4 separate regions of the Sus scrofa genome follow, and all the other regions are linked to region 1. A link is a contact called in public HiChIP or PLAC-seq data. All regions are on one chromosome and are shown on one strand. Each heading gives the region's core, a stretch centred on a gene start, on an enhancer-like site or on the middle of the called end of the contact. The rest is flanking DNA. Distances are from core to core; before and after follow the strand shown. Region 1 holds the start of ENO1 (alpha-enolase). Region 2 holds the start of GPR157 (G-protein coupled receptor 157). Region 3 holds the start of SLC2A5 (solute carrier family 2, facilitated glucose transporter member 5). Region 4 holds the start of RERE (arginine-glutamic acid dipeptide repeats protein).

Region 1 (3,214 bases), core at 425-2,924:
CGTCCATGAGGACACAGGTTCAATCCCTGGCCTCACTCAGTGGGTTAAGGATCCCGAGTTGCCATGAGCTGTGGTGTAGGTCACAGAGGAGGCTTGGATCTGGCGTGGCTGTGGTTGTGGCATAGGCCAGCGGCTACAGCTCTGATTCAACCCCTAGCCTGGGAACCTCCATATGCTGTGAGTGCAGCCCTAAAAAGACAAAAAAAATAAAAATAAAAAGGAATCTGTCGTCTAGATGGACCACGGGCTGCTGCAGATTCCTCTTCCCTCAATCCTGGTGTCCCCCTGCAAATTTCACAGGGGCACTACAGTGCTTCAAGGTGCAGTCTTCGGATGACAAGTGCCTTTGGTATGCCACCGCACTAAAACTGCTCAACAAGCCTACTGTCAGTGATAAATCATAACTAAATACCTGTAACAAGATAACTGCCCCTTTGTTGGATGAAAGGCAAATGTGAGTCCCACCACTTGCTAACAGAGCCTCAAGTGCAGAGAAGACCCCCAGGACATTTGGCCACCTGTGGTTTTGGAAGGGATCTGAGGGCATCTGTACTAATCATTCACATTTCAGCTCCGATTTAAGGTCGAAGTGCTGGCTCAGAACGCTGTGCCCTCAACACTGTGCAGTCGGGCTCCAAGAATCCTGCAACAGCAGCTGTCTGAGATCATGTTCTACATTCAATTCCCTGCTAGGAATCACTGGTTGTGGCCAGAGAGCCTTGTCTTTCCACCTTTATCTCTCTAACCATTTTTAACATAAAATGAAAGAGATTGCTTTGGAGCCCTTTGTGGGCTACACCTTAGACTTGCTCTAAAAATTAGTGTCTGATTTCTGCAGAGTTTTTAAGGTTTAGGAGATGGTGGCTGTTGATTTAGCTGCTGAGTCATGGGGCTGGGACCACGGTTTTAAGAAGTCTGAAACATCAGTGTATTGCCGGTGAAATCACAAACTCTCCTTGCCGAGTTCATATAATTTTTTAGGAAACATTTTATAATTTCCTTGTCGCTTTTTTGCTGAATTTAATCCTACAGTTCTTTCTTCCTAGTCAATAGAAAACAAATGATTGTGGACTCAATAGGACTTCACCTTTACCACACTCTAAGAGTTAAGGAAGTACAGCAAGTTTTTACAGCTGGCCAGAAGAAACGATTAAACTCAAATACATACATGAATCTATGCAAGACGATGTGGAAAATATGGCAATGTATGACATTGTTTTAGCTTACAAACTCACAAACTGGGAAAATACGAAAAGTAACTCCATTAGAAAAGGAAGCCCTCCCTTGAGCAGGGAAAGCGTGCAGAACTGATCTGAAATGGGTGTGAGTTCTTTCTCAAGAAGAGAAAATAACTGCGCCCACTCTTGCCTGTTTTCATTTGTCAGACTACAGTGTAATGTTACCTGTTTTGAACTTTGAGAAATCTCCAGGTTTATGTGAAATTCCAATCTCAAAGCATCACATGCAACATTAAGATCCACACAGCGAACTAACCCAGGGCACGCACGTGGGAAGTGTGTAATTAAGGGAAAGTCAATTTCCTTTTGGCTCTCGGTCTGATACTCAGGTGTGACCAACGACAAGGACAAAGGAACCAGGTCACCTTGGCGGGCGGCCGGGCGCGCAGGCGCGAGTGGGCGCACGTGGCCCGGCTAGCGGCTCTGCGGCGCGGGAGCGCAGTCTGGCCACGCGGCCGCCAACGTCTCCAGGCCGACAGGGTCGCGGGCACAGCGCTGCGGGGAGTGGGGTGGGCCGGCCCGGAAGGGCGGGCTGCGAAGGTCGTCACCAAGGTCGTGGGCCGGACGTGCGGCGCCGGAGCGACGCTGCGTGCGTGCGGGACTCGGAGTACGTGACCGAGCCCCGAGCCCTCATGCCGGCCGCGCCGCCCCGCCCCTGCCCCGGGGCCCAGGCGGCACAGACCAGGCTCAGCCTGGGGTCCCCACGTGGGGCGGGAGCGAAAGGAGGCGGGGGCTCGCGCGCCCCCCATCCCGGGCGCCGGGAAGTCAGGCCCCCAGCCCAGCCCCGCCCGACCTCTGAAGGATGTCGCCCCCTCTTCTGGGCGGTGGCGGCCACCGCAGTCTCGCCTCTCCCTGGGAGGGGAGGGCCCGAGTGACGGCGCGCCGGGCCAATGGCGAGGCGGCACGGAGTGGGCGGGCCCGAGGGGCGGGAAGTGGGCGGGGTCTCCTGAGCAGGGCAGGAAGTCCAGGCCCGCGGCGCAGAGACTAGCTGGGGGGACTCGGAGCGCCCGGACCTTTTGGCTTAACGCTCGCTCTCGGCGTCTGCAGCTCCCTCTGCTTATTCCTCGGGCGGCGACCTTCAGCGGCCGGGTGAGGACTCGAGGGAGGGCTGCCGAGCAAGCGCCCGGGGAAGCGGCTCGTGGGTCCCCCAGGCCCGCGGGCGCTCCTGTCCCCCAGACGGCGTGCCCAGGGTTTCGGCGGGGGCCGGGAAGGGGTTTGTCGGCGCGCGCGAGCGGCTCCCCGGGGCCAGACTCGCCGCCCGAGATGAGGGCGCGGCGCCGGGATTCTCCGAAGGGGAAGGATGCAGCTCAGCCTGTGATTACGTGTTTCGGAGCCGCGTAACTGTCCCGGGAAGTCGGGGGTGGAGCACGCGGTCCCCAGGACAGCAGGCGGTGAGAGTGGATGGTTTGGGGAGTGCTCCAGGCCCAACCCGCGTGCTCATTAAAGCCAGGCCGTTCCGAAAATGCTGGGAGGGGCCCGGAAAGGAGACCTGCCCGGGAAGCGCAGCCCCTGCCTCCTGCTGGTGGCCTGACGTCTGGGTGTCCAGCCCGTCGCTGCTCCGGGATGAGCAGGCATGATCCGCCTTCAGAAGGCTCTTGTTCATGGGGAAGCTGCAGCCGAGCCGTGTGGTCACTGGGAAGCCTTCCAAGCGACCTCGCCCAAGTCGGGCACGAGCCGATCCCGGCTCCCCCGGCTGGCCACCAACAATCGGCCCCTTATCTAACATAAAAAGGATGTATTTTAAGAAAAATTCTCTTTCTGTGCTTCCTCTGCAGGGAGGTCTTCCCCATGGGCCGTACGGGCCACTTGTTGACCTGCCCTCGGCGCACCTAGGTGGCGGCCGGCGGGTCCACTCACGCTGCCCCTGGTCCGGGGTTCAGTCCAGGCAGATAAAAAGCTAGTCTGACGCACCAGTCTGTGATCCCTGAATTGTAATGAGTTTGGGGAAAAGTTTTTCTATCCAATTTAAAGAGAAG
Region 2 (3,175 bases), core at 540-3,039, 180 kb before region 1:
GAGAAATGTAAATCAAAACCACAATGAAACACCACTTCACACTAGTAGAATCCAAAAGCAGATAATCAAAAGTGTTAGAATGTGGAGAAGTTAGAGCTGCAGGAATATAAAGCGGTGCAGCCACTTTGGGAAACAGTCTGGCAGTTCCTCAAAAAAGTTAAAAATGGAGTAACCATATGACCCAGCAATTCTACTCCTGGGTATGCACCCAAGAGAACTGAAAATCTATGTCCACACAAAAACTTGGATATGAGGAGTTCCCATCATGAGTCAGCAGTAACGAACCCAACTAGTATCCATGAGGATGCGGGTTTGATCCCTGGCCTCTCTCAGTGGGTTAAGGATCCGGTGTTGCTGCGAGCTGTGGTGTAGGTCGCAGACAAGGCTCAGATCCTGTGATGCTGTGGCTGTAGTGTAGGCCACCAATGGTAGCTCTGATTCAACCCCTAGCCCAGGAACTTCTATATGCCTCAGGTTTAGCCTTAAAAAGACAAAAAAAAAAAAAAAAAAAAAGTATATGAACATTCATAGCAATTTTATTTATAATAGCCAAATGTGGTTATCAATTAATAGGCGGAAAAACAAATGTGGGATATCTGTACAATGGAACATTACTCAGCCACAAAAAGGAATGAAGCCCTGTACATGCTATAATGTGGATGAAACTTGAAGACAAAGTGAAAGAAGCCAGTCACAAAAGACCACCTATTATTTGATCCCATCTCTGTGAAATTTCCAGAAAGGTAAATCCACAGAAGTTGGATTAGTAGTTGCCAGGAACTGGAGGGGAGAGAGCGATGCAGAATGACTACAGGTAAAATATGAAATTCAACTGAGTGAATCCTAAAGATCTTATTGGCTTTATTCACCAATCATGAATCATGCAGCATCACTCTGAAGGGCTGTACGAAGTGGAAGGGTTTCATAGACAAGAGATGGGACAAGGGACGGATTCTAGCAAAGAGCTGATTATTTCAGGCAAGACTCCCTTCTTTAGGCACATGGCAGGGGTCTCTCTGATGGGTTGCTTCACTAGTGCTGAGCAGGAAATTCCAGATTGACTGGTTAAGGTTACATTCCTGGGAGAGGTTGAAACTACAATTACATTAAGTATTAAATTTCGGTTTGGTGATGTGAGCTTAGCACAAGTGATTCCATTTTGGACCCATCACCCCTTGACACTACTGTGTTTCTTTTCGAGGGAATGAACACGTGGAATTAGATAAAGATGATGGTTGCACAAACTTGTGTACACACACACACACACAGAGCCTGGCTCTAACGAAAGAAGGTAATATTAGCCCTAAAAATGCCAGTCCATCCCTCCCCAGAACTGGACGTCCTAGCTGTCTGGCCAGAGCCAGAGGCTCTGTGGGGAGGGGGGGTAGTGCAGCGCTGAGGAATGGACCACGGGCATGAAAGGAACCGGGGGGCAGGGGCGGGGCTTAGGGATGGTGCTGGGGAGCTGGGGGTTTGCCTGGGGTCTGGGGCGCTGGGCAGGGAAAGGCTCAGAGCCCCGCGCGGGGCCACAGTCGGGACGTGGGGGCCACGGGGTGGAGCGTGGACACGCAGGGGCGTGGTTCGAGGGCGGGGGTGGGGCGCGAGGGCGGGGCGGACTTGGGCGCCACCGGGTGGAGCGCGGAGGGCGCGGGGGCGTGGCGTGGGGCGGGGGCGGGGCCTGGGAGCAGGGGCGGGGCGGGGCCTAGGAGCAGGGGCGGGGCGGGGCGCGGGCGCGGGGCCCAGGGTGGGCCGGGAGGGCCGGGAGGGGCAGGGACTCGGGCGGGGCGGGCGCTGGGGCGCTAGCGGCTCGTGGGTCGGTGCCCAGACGGCGTCTGCCGGACGCGGGGCCGGGCCTCTGTCCTGGCGGCGCCCCGGCCCGCTCCGCGCCCGGCCATGTCTCCTCCCGCGCCGCCCACCGAGCTGATGCCGTCGGAGCGCATCGTGGTGTTGCTCTCGTGCGTGCTGTCCGCGCTCGGCTCGGGCCTGCTGGTGGCCACGCACGCCCTGTGGCCCGACCTGCGCAGCAGGGCGCGGCGCCTACTGCTCTTCCTGTCGCTGGCTGACCTGCTCTCGGCCACCTCCTACTTCTACGGGGTGCTGCGGGACTTCGAGGGCCCCTCCTGGGACTGCGTGCTTCAGGGCGCGCTGTCCACCTTCGCCAACACCAGCTCCTTCTTCTGGACGGTGGCCATCGCCCTCTACCTGTATCTCAGCATCGTCCGCACTGTACGTGGGCAGGGGGCCAGTCGCCTGTTCTGGGCTTTCCACATCGTCAGGTGGGTGGCAGCGGCGGTCGCAGCTTTCCCTCTGGTCCCCTGACACCCTCCTGGGCCTTTTCTGCTGCCCCTGTGACTCTCGCCCCCCTCTGGTCCCCGCTTCTTGGTCGGACCCCTGGCCAGGCCCCCGGCTGGCAGGGTCTGGTGTCTGCTCCTGCCCCGGGGCAGCTCGGGGCCAGCGGAGTGATGCTAGGCTTGCCGAGAAGATGAGCTTGTTCTGAACATCGCCGCCAGGGGTACCCCTTTGAGGTGGCCCCAGCTTGAGCCTCCCAATGAGGTAAGCGCCTCAGAGCAGCCCCTGGAGGGCAGGGGCCCAGAGCTGGCCCTCAGAGCACTTCTGGTAACTTGGAAGCACCTCAGCTGGGCCCTTGGCCTCCTGCTTAGCTGCATCCTGGCCATCTCTGCTGTGGGCGGGGCTGAGGAGCAGCACCTGGGAACCAGGCTGGGCCATGAGTGTGGTCCACTCAGCAACTCCCAGGCTTCCCTCCACCCAGCTCTGTGCCAGCCGTGCGCAGAGCTTCGGCTGTAAAATTTAGGAAGAACAGTCCTGTTTATTCTTATCTTTGCTCATCTCGAAACCTCAGGCCCCAATCCCTCATTATCTCGGTTCTAGATCTTGACTTTCTTTCTGGAGTTCAGCAGCTCTGAAGTTGAGGGTCAGTGGCAGAGGCTGGTCTGGAAGGAGAGCTGCCAGCTGCCTGCAGTCTCTGAGAGCAGAGAAAATCAAGGCCTGGTCCTGCCCTGCCACGGAAGTGTCTGCCCAAGTTACCTTCACCTATGGGAGAAGGTTGCCCCTTCCTGGTGTAATCTCAGGATTCAAACATCTGGAGGTGTCCTGTGCTGAACCCAAGGCAGGAATTTATAGAGCTTCCTGCCTCTTCTCCCTCCTCTAGATAAGA
Region 3 (2,807 bases), core at 105-2,604, 130 kb before region 1:
CATCGGGACTGATGGCAGCTTGAGACCCAGAGGCTGCTGTGCCCGGGGCCCCGGGCCCCGGGCTGCGAAGGACCTGGCAGGGGACGCAGAGGACCTGGGTAGGGGTTAGTCCCCGAGCCTCTGGGCCCATTCCCGACTGTTCCAGGCCCACCGGAGCCCTAGCTGCCCAGCCAGGCCGCCGAGGCAGGGACCGGTGCCGCTCCGCCCGCCGCAGGGCTCGACGGTCCTGGGCTGAGGAGGTGCAGGGCAGAGGGGAGGGGGACCTGGCACGGACGCCTGGGCGGCCCCGCGGCGGCCGAGCATCCAGCAGCCGGGCGCCCAGGCTCCGCGGCCCCGCGCGGGTGGCAGCCTCCCCGCGTTCTCAACCCCCAACCCCCGCGCTGCGCTCCGGGGCCATTGAGGCGTTGGTGACTCCCAAGGCTGCGTCCTGGAGGCCCTGGGACCTGCCTGAGCCAGGTACTGGGGACAGGACAGCCCCCTCCGGCCCTGGGCCCCCACCCCCACTCCTGGAGGGGCGGGTGAGGCTGGGGGCCAGGGTGTCCCCGTCCCCTTCTCTGACTTGGCAGCCTTTTGACATTTTTTTTTTTTTTTTTTTTGTCGTTGGTGGTGCCGCCTGAACCCTTTTCCTCTGTCCCCAGCATCCTGTACCCCTGCCCCCAACTAAAGCGCATTTTCTTTGGAGAATTTTTCAAAACTCTTCGAAATAACTGGAAACCTCGGGTTTGGCCAACCCTTAGTTGGAAATCCTTGTGTCAGGGCTGTGACACAGAAGGGAAAGGACAGGGAAGGAAATGGTGCCACCCCACCCCCACGGTCCCCATCCCTCTCTGAATCAGAAAGCACAGACCACCGGCAGCGCACACAGGCTAATTACACTGTCCCCCCTCCTCCAAGCCTGCCGCACGGAGGCGCCTGGTCACAATTCCATGGATGCCAGGACCAGCCCCCAACACAGAGTGGGGCCCCCTTAACTGTCTTTGAAGGTGGCTTAGGGAAAGAGGTGACTCCAGGAACTGGTTTGGACCACAGCAAATAAAGCAGGGAATGGGCCCAGGAAAGATGAAACCCAATGGGTCTTGTGGGACTTTGCTCTGGATTTTGGCCACTTGAGCCTGTGTGCCCCAGGGCAGCTGAACACGTGCTGAGTGCAGGGGGCCGACGGTGGCCCGGCCATGCGTGGAGGGCCCAGTCAAACAGCGGTGACTCACTTTCCCTGCCCTGCAGATAAAAGGAAATGAAATATTTACTGCTTTTGCAAGAGTGATGATTGCACAGAAAATCGCATCTCTAAGCCAACCCTGAGTTCCTTAAAAAGGAAAATCAGCTTTCTGAGAAAGTGGTGCCTAGGGTCAAATCTGGCAAAATTCGACTCTCTGCTGGAGAGGCGTGGCTGCAGGCTTCCTGGCAGGGGCCACTCGGAGAAGCCTCTGATGACCCTATGCCTTGCCCCCGTGTTACCTGGTGTGTTGTGGGGTCGGTGGCACCTGTTGCTTTCCATGTGTTTGTGACAGAAATAACCCTTCCAGTCACTCACCACGAGCCCGACCAGTGGAGGCTTTTGCAGGCAGTAAGGAAATACCGCAGACTGTCCCAACTCAGGAAGGCACGGTGCCTGCGGTCTGGTCTGCGGTCCCTGGGGGGTGCCCGCTTGCTGAGCCAGACCCCAGACATCTCGTTTGAAAGAAGAAGCGAAAACAAGACCCACCTCTAGGTTCCCGAAAGGGTTATTCTGGCTGAGACTGCCTATAAAAATGCTATTGGCTGTTACCTGGCCCGGCCAAAGTACAGCCAGAATGTCTTTTCTCGCCATCCAGTGCATTTGTTATTTTGGCTGAAGGGAAATAAGCAGAACTCTGCACGTCCAGACCCAAGATGGAGCCCCAGGAGCCGGTCAAGAGGGAAGGGGTAAGTGTGCTGTCCAGGGAGGCAGGGGGGGAAGCAGCCCACCCGCAGGACCAGTTGATCGCTGCTAGGGGATGCTTTTGGGAGCTCTGTGCCGTGGCGGACCATTGCGGGGACCTGCCCCTCGGAGTTCACCCCGCAGCTGGACTTCTACAGGGACTTGAGAGACATTTAGAGACGTTCGGATTTAGAGCTTCTTTGCAAATCATTCTCCTGAAACAGCTTTTAAAACTACCTGGAACCGGGGTGTTCTCTTGTGGCCCAGGCAGGGGGTGAATGATCCGGTGTTATCACCGCAGGAGCGCGGATCGCTGCTGGGGTGCCGGTTCGATCCTTGGTCCGGGGAATTTCTGCATGCTGTGGGTGCAGCCAAAAGGAAAAAAAGTACCTGCCGCCGAGTTGATGAGACTCAAAGGAGAATTTGTCACAATGTCCTTAACCATAAGCATTTGAGGTGAAGGGCTTCTGGCACTGCAGCAAAATCCTTACACATGGCTAGTGAGATGTGTTTGCTTTGTTTTTATTTTGGCTTCCGAGCCTTTTCATGAACGTTTTCAGCATGTAAAGAGCCAGCATGCAAAGAAGAAAGGCTCGGAAAAGATGTTGCAGGATTTGAATTTACCTCAAATCTGTAGCAGAGATTCCCTACCTTTTTAGATAATGCGACTTCTCTGTTTTAGAGACAAAAGATTTTTCTGGCCCTCTCCCCTCTCACCCCTGCCTTCCATAGAATTGCCTTGTACTTTTAGAGTCTCTTGACTGAGGAACACACATAAGGACAGAAACATAATGTGACTCTATTAACACTTTTAAGAAATAAGCATTTTATTCATCACAACAGCATCTGCTTATATTGACGGTGGGAGGTACTTTCTGTGCACATTAATTATTTGCATATGGATCTA
Region 4 (3,140 bases), core at 130-2,629, 140 kb after region 1:
TCAGTATGTGAGCTATATTAGTAGTTTCAGAGATCTTTCTATCTCCTGTAGAATCACTTCAGTTTTCTTTAAAGCAAATTAGCACAATGATGTTGAAGTAGCCAATGCACAAGTCAGGTTGGTTATCTATGCCAGTGAGGTGGGATCCCTAGGTTCCATGCTTACTCTCCATCCCCTCACCCCCTCCTTGAGAGACTTTGGGCAAATCACTTTAATCTAAATCTTCACCTATCGTTAAGGGTACCTAATAATGTTATTGGAAGGTCCAGTAACATTCATAAAGCTATTTTAGAGTTCCATGAAATGTGCCTGGAAGGCAAAAGGTGTAATATTAAAGATACCAAAAGCGATCATTTAAATTTTGAGCTTATACCTTTCAAATTTGGGTTGCCATTGAGTTTAATACTTTGAATTTATATTCCATAGGAATGTATTTTTAAAAATTTGCTATAGATGATATTATTTGATAGGACAAAATGATCATTACTGTTACTACTAGGAAATAGCATGGTTTAAATGTAGTTTAATTTTTGTAAAACTTAGCAAGTTCATCGCTATTTACCAGATTAGGGGAATGGAAGAAACTAACTTGAAATTTACTATTGGTAATTCTATTTAGATGCACATAACATTGGAATTAATGAGGGGTCTGGAATCTGGTAGCCCATGGGGTTATATGTTTTCTTAAGGCTACATGGCAAGGAATGTGTATTTATTGTGCTTCCTTATTAGATGAATTTCAGTCAAGCCCAGTTCTAGCAGATGAGTCCTTATTTTCTTGGGGAAAAAAGATTGGAGAGAAGACTTTTAAACAAATGACTAACAAAGCATTCTTAAACTGTAAGGCAAATTGAGGTCAGAAATTTTGTTCCACACCAAACAATGCTTCTTTCTCTTGTGCGTTTGAAACAAATCGTGTTCATCGTGTCTGTGATTGTTGGTTATTTCATCTGCATTTGTTAGACTTCAGAGGTGGTTGGCATTAATATTCCTGGCGAAATCAGCGGCAGCTCTAGGATGTGTGAACTGCTGATCACTCACGGGGCTGCGCTGCCTCTTTAATATCTTGCTTGCAGATGCATTTTCTAGCTGACCACGCTTTTAAGAGCTGCCATCAATCAAGCAGCCTCCCGGTTCCGGCTGTCGGGAGGGGAGGGAGGACTGGGGAGGAGGGGAGGCTGGCCAAGCTGGGCCGCAGATAAAATTGCTTCGGCTTTGTGTGTGTGTGCGCGCGCGCCCCCGGTGGCGGCCGGCAGGGGCGCGCGCGGAGTGGGCCAGGCTCCAGCCCGGGTTTTGCCGGCCGCCGCCGCCGCCGCCGCCGCGGCGGGGAGGCTGCTCTTTCTCTCCCAGCGTCTGGGTCACAGGCATGTGGCAGTGTTGGCCCGGCCGCCGGGGCTGAAGGAGTGCGAGCTGCGGCCGCCGCTTCCCCCAGTCGCGGGCGGGGCCCGGCGCGGCCACGGCCTCCTGCAGCCTCAGAGCCGCCGGGACCGGCGCCCGCGCCTTGCTGCCCTGCGGCCGCCGGGGCCTCCTTTTGTTTAGCAAGTGCATTTCACGCCCCGAGCTCCCGCCCGTCCCGTCGGTGCCCGCGGGCCAGAGTTTGCGGGGGGCCCATGCGCCGGAGGAGGTGGTGAAGGAGGCGGCGGCGGCGGTGGAGGCCGGAGGGCTCAGCTCCTGCTGCGACCGACCGGCCGCAGGCAAGTGGCCGGCCCCTCTTGCTGCGAGGTGGACGCGGTCTCGGGCCAGGAAGTTGGACAAGTGTGGGCGCAGGGGCTCTCGGAGGTGGGTGTACGGAGTGCAGTAGCTGACCCTAGAGAGATGAGCAACTAGGGAATTACTAAGAATAGTGGTGGCTTTCCAGGAATCAGGAATAGGTATTTGCTGCGTTCCATTTTGCATTTCTGTTGGGTTTCCTCGTTGTTTTTTTGTTTTTAATTGCCCAAACTCCAGAAATCCCAGTTTACTAAACCAAATGAGAAACATGTTTAGGGCAGAGAAAACACTATTTTTTAAGGTGTGTATTTGTATGTGTGTGTGTGTGTATGCGTGCGTGTGTGTATGGGTGTATGGGTGTGTGCGTTTTCTTTAAAAGGAAAGCTGAAGCAGTGTATAGTCTAAAAGCTGCTGTTTGATCCAAAACTTTATTGCTTACTATGGAGTAAATTTAAGTTTAAAAATAAAGTGAGTTGGATGGAGTTGATTGTAAAGTAATTTGGAGCTGCTTAAGTGACGTAGAATTTGTTTCTTGGATCAAAATACTTACTTTACCAGATTAGCTAAAATGCAGAGATAGTTTTGAAGATCACTTCGAGTTTTTGGTTTGAGGTGGTGGCTTCCCCACCCCCTCCCTCTGTTTACTCCGATCTCTGGCTCAGGTTAAAGCCTTGGGGAGACCTGCTTGACCGCGTCTGTTTGCTAAGAAGCCCTTACTTTGTTTTACTCTCAGCCTTTCCCCTTCCAGGCTCACTGGTGCCACTGCTCTTCTTGGGGCTGTTTGGGTGAATCTTGGGGAGAAGCTCTTCTAATAGGTTACTTTGTTTTACTCTCAGCCATGTGGAAATTAAAAAAAAAAATGTGAATGAACACTGAGGTCAATAGATGAATTTTCCCCTTTGAAGCCTGTGTCTTTGCACTTTAAGATACAGTGAGTGAAAGTTGAGGAGAACAGAGTTGACAAAGTCCTTGAAATTATGTGCCAAAATTACTATATTCTGATACCTCCCCCCCTTTTTTTCCTCCATAGGAACTCTAGGTCCAAAGTAGACATGATTTGAAACCACGCAGACGGGAACAATATCCCATGTAAGCCTGCTGATCTGTGGGCAATTATTTCCAGATGCAGAACCAACTCCACATTTTTATGTGTGTTAGATTTGGGCTCTAGGAGGCAATTGCCTTTCTGAAAATTTACATTGCCTGGTAAAATAACACAAGGCAGACGTTTCAGAGGCTTAACAGCAAGTTCACAATAGTATGGGAGCAGTAGTTAGAAGCCCTGTGTTTGTTTTTTTCCAAGTCTGTAATTTAGTAGGGTTTAAACTATTTTACAAAGATCTCTGGGACCAGTGAAAGGTGGTTTTGAGTCCAGAGCACTTGAGTGCTCGTTGTACTCTGGCAGGCCCTGGTGCTTGGCAGGTTGTGCT

The links. HiChIP or PLAC-seq counts read pairs in DNA pulled down with a chosen protein or histone mark.
Region 2: a contact with region 1 is called in an H3K27ac HiChIP or PLAC-seq map of skeletal muscle. The contact joins the promoter of GPR157 here to the promoter of ENO1 in region 1. A contact is called at or near these places in 2 of 2 datasets of contacts at active chromatin or transcription factors (alveolar macrophages and skeletal muscle).
Region 3: a contact with region 1 is called in an H3K27ac HiChIP or PLAC-seq map of alveolar macrophages. The contact joins the promoter of SLC2A5 here to the promoter of ENO1 in region 1. A contact is called at or near these places in 1 of 47 Hi-C or Micro-C datasets (epiblast stem cells) and 1 of 2 datasets of contacts at active chromatin or transcription factors (alveolar macrophages).
Region 4: a contact with region 1 is called in an H3K27ac HiChIP or PLAC-seq map of skeletal muscle. The contact joins the promoter of RERE here to the promoter of ENO1 in region 1. A contact is called at or near these places in 3 of 47 Hi-C or Micro-C datasets (liver and skeletal muscle) and 1 of 2 datasets of contacts at active chromatin or transcription factors (skeletal muscle).

The regions. Positions count from the first base shown.
Region 1 is chr6:69,400,124-69,403,337 of Sscrofa11.1, reverse strand. It overlaps ENO1 (alpha-enolase), which reads left to right and starts at 1,674. Exons shown (of 12, transcript XM_021095279.1): 1 at 1,674-1,845.
Region 2 is chr6:69,580,270-69,583,444 of Sscrofa11.1, reverse strand. GPR157 (G-protein coupled receptor 157) reads left to right here and starts at 1,789. Exons shown (of 4, transcript XM_021095284.1): 1 at 1,789-2,280. The coding sequence starts at 1,894.
Region 3 is chr6:69,534,341-69,537,147 of Sscrofa11.1, reverse strand. SLC2A5 (solute carrier family 2, facilitated glucose transporter member 5) reads left to right here and starts at 1,354. Exons shown (of 13, transcript XM_021095282.1): 1 at 1,354-1,905. The coding sequence starts at 1,873.
Region 4 is chr6:69,257,094-69,260,233 of Sscrofa11.1, reverse strand. It overlaps RERE (arginine-glutamic acid dipeptide repeats protein), which reads left to right and starts at 1,379. Exons shown (of 24, transcript XM_021095277.1): 1 at 1,379-1,779.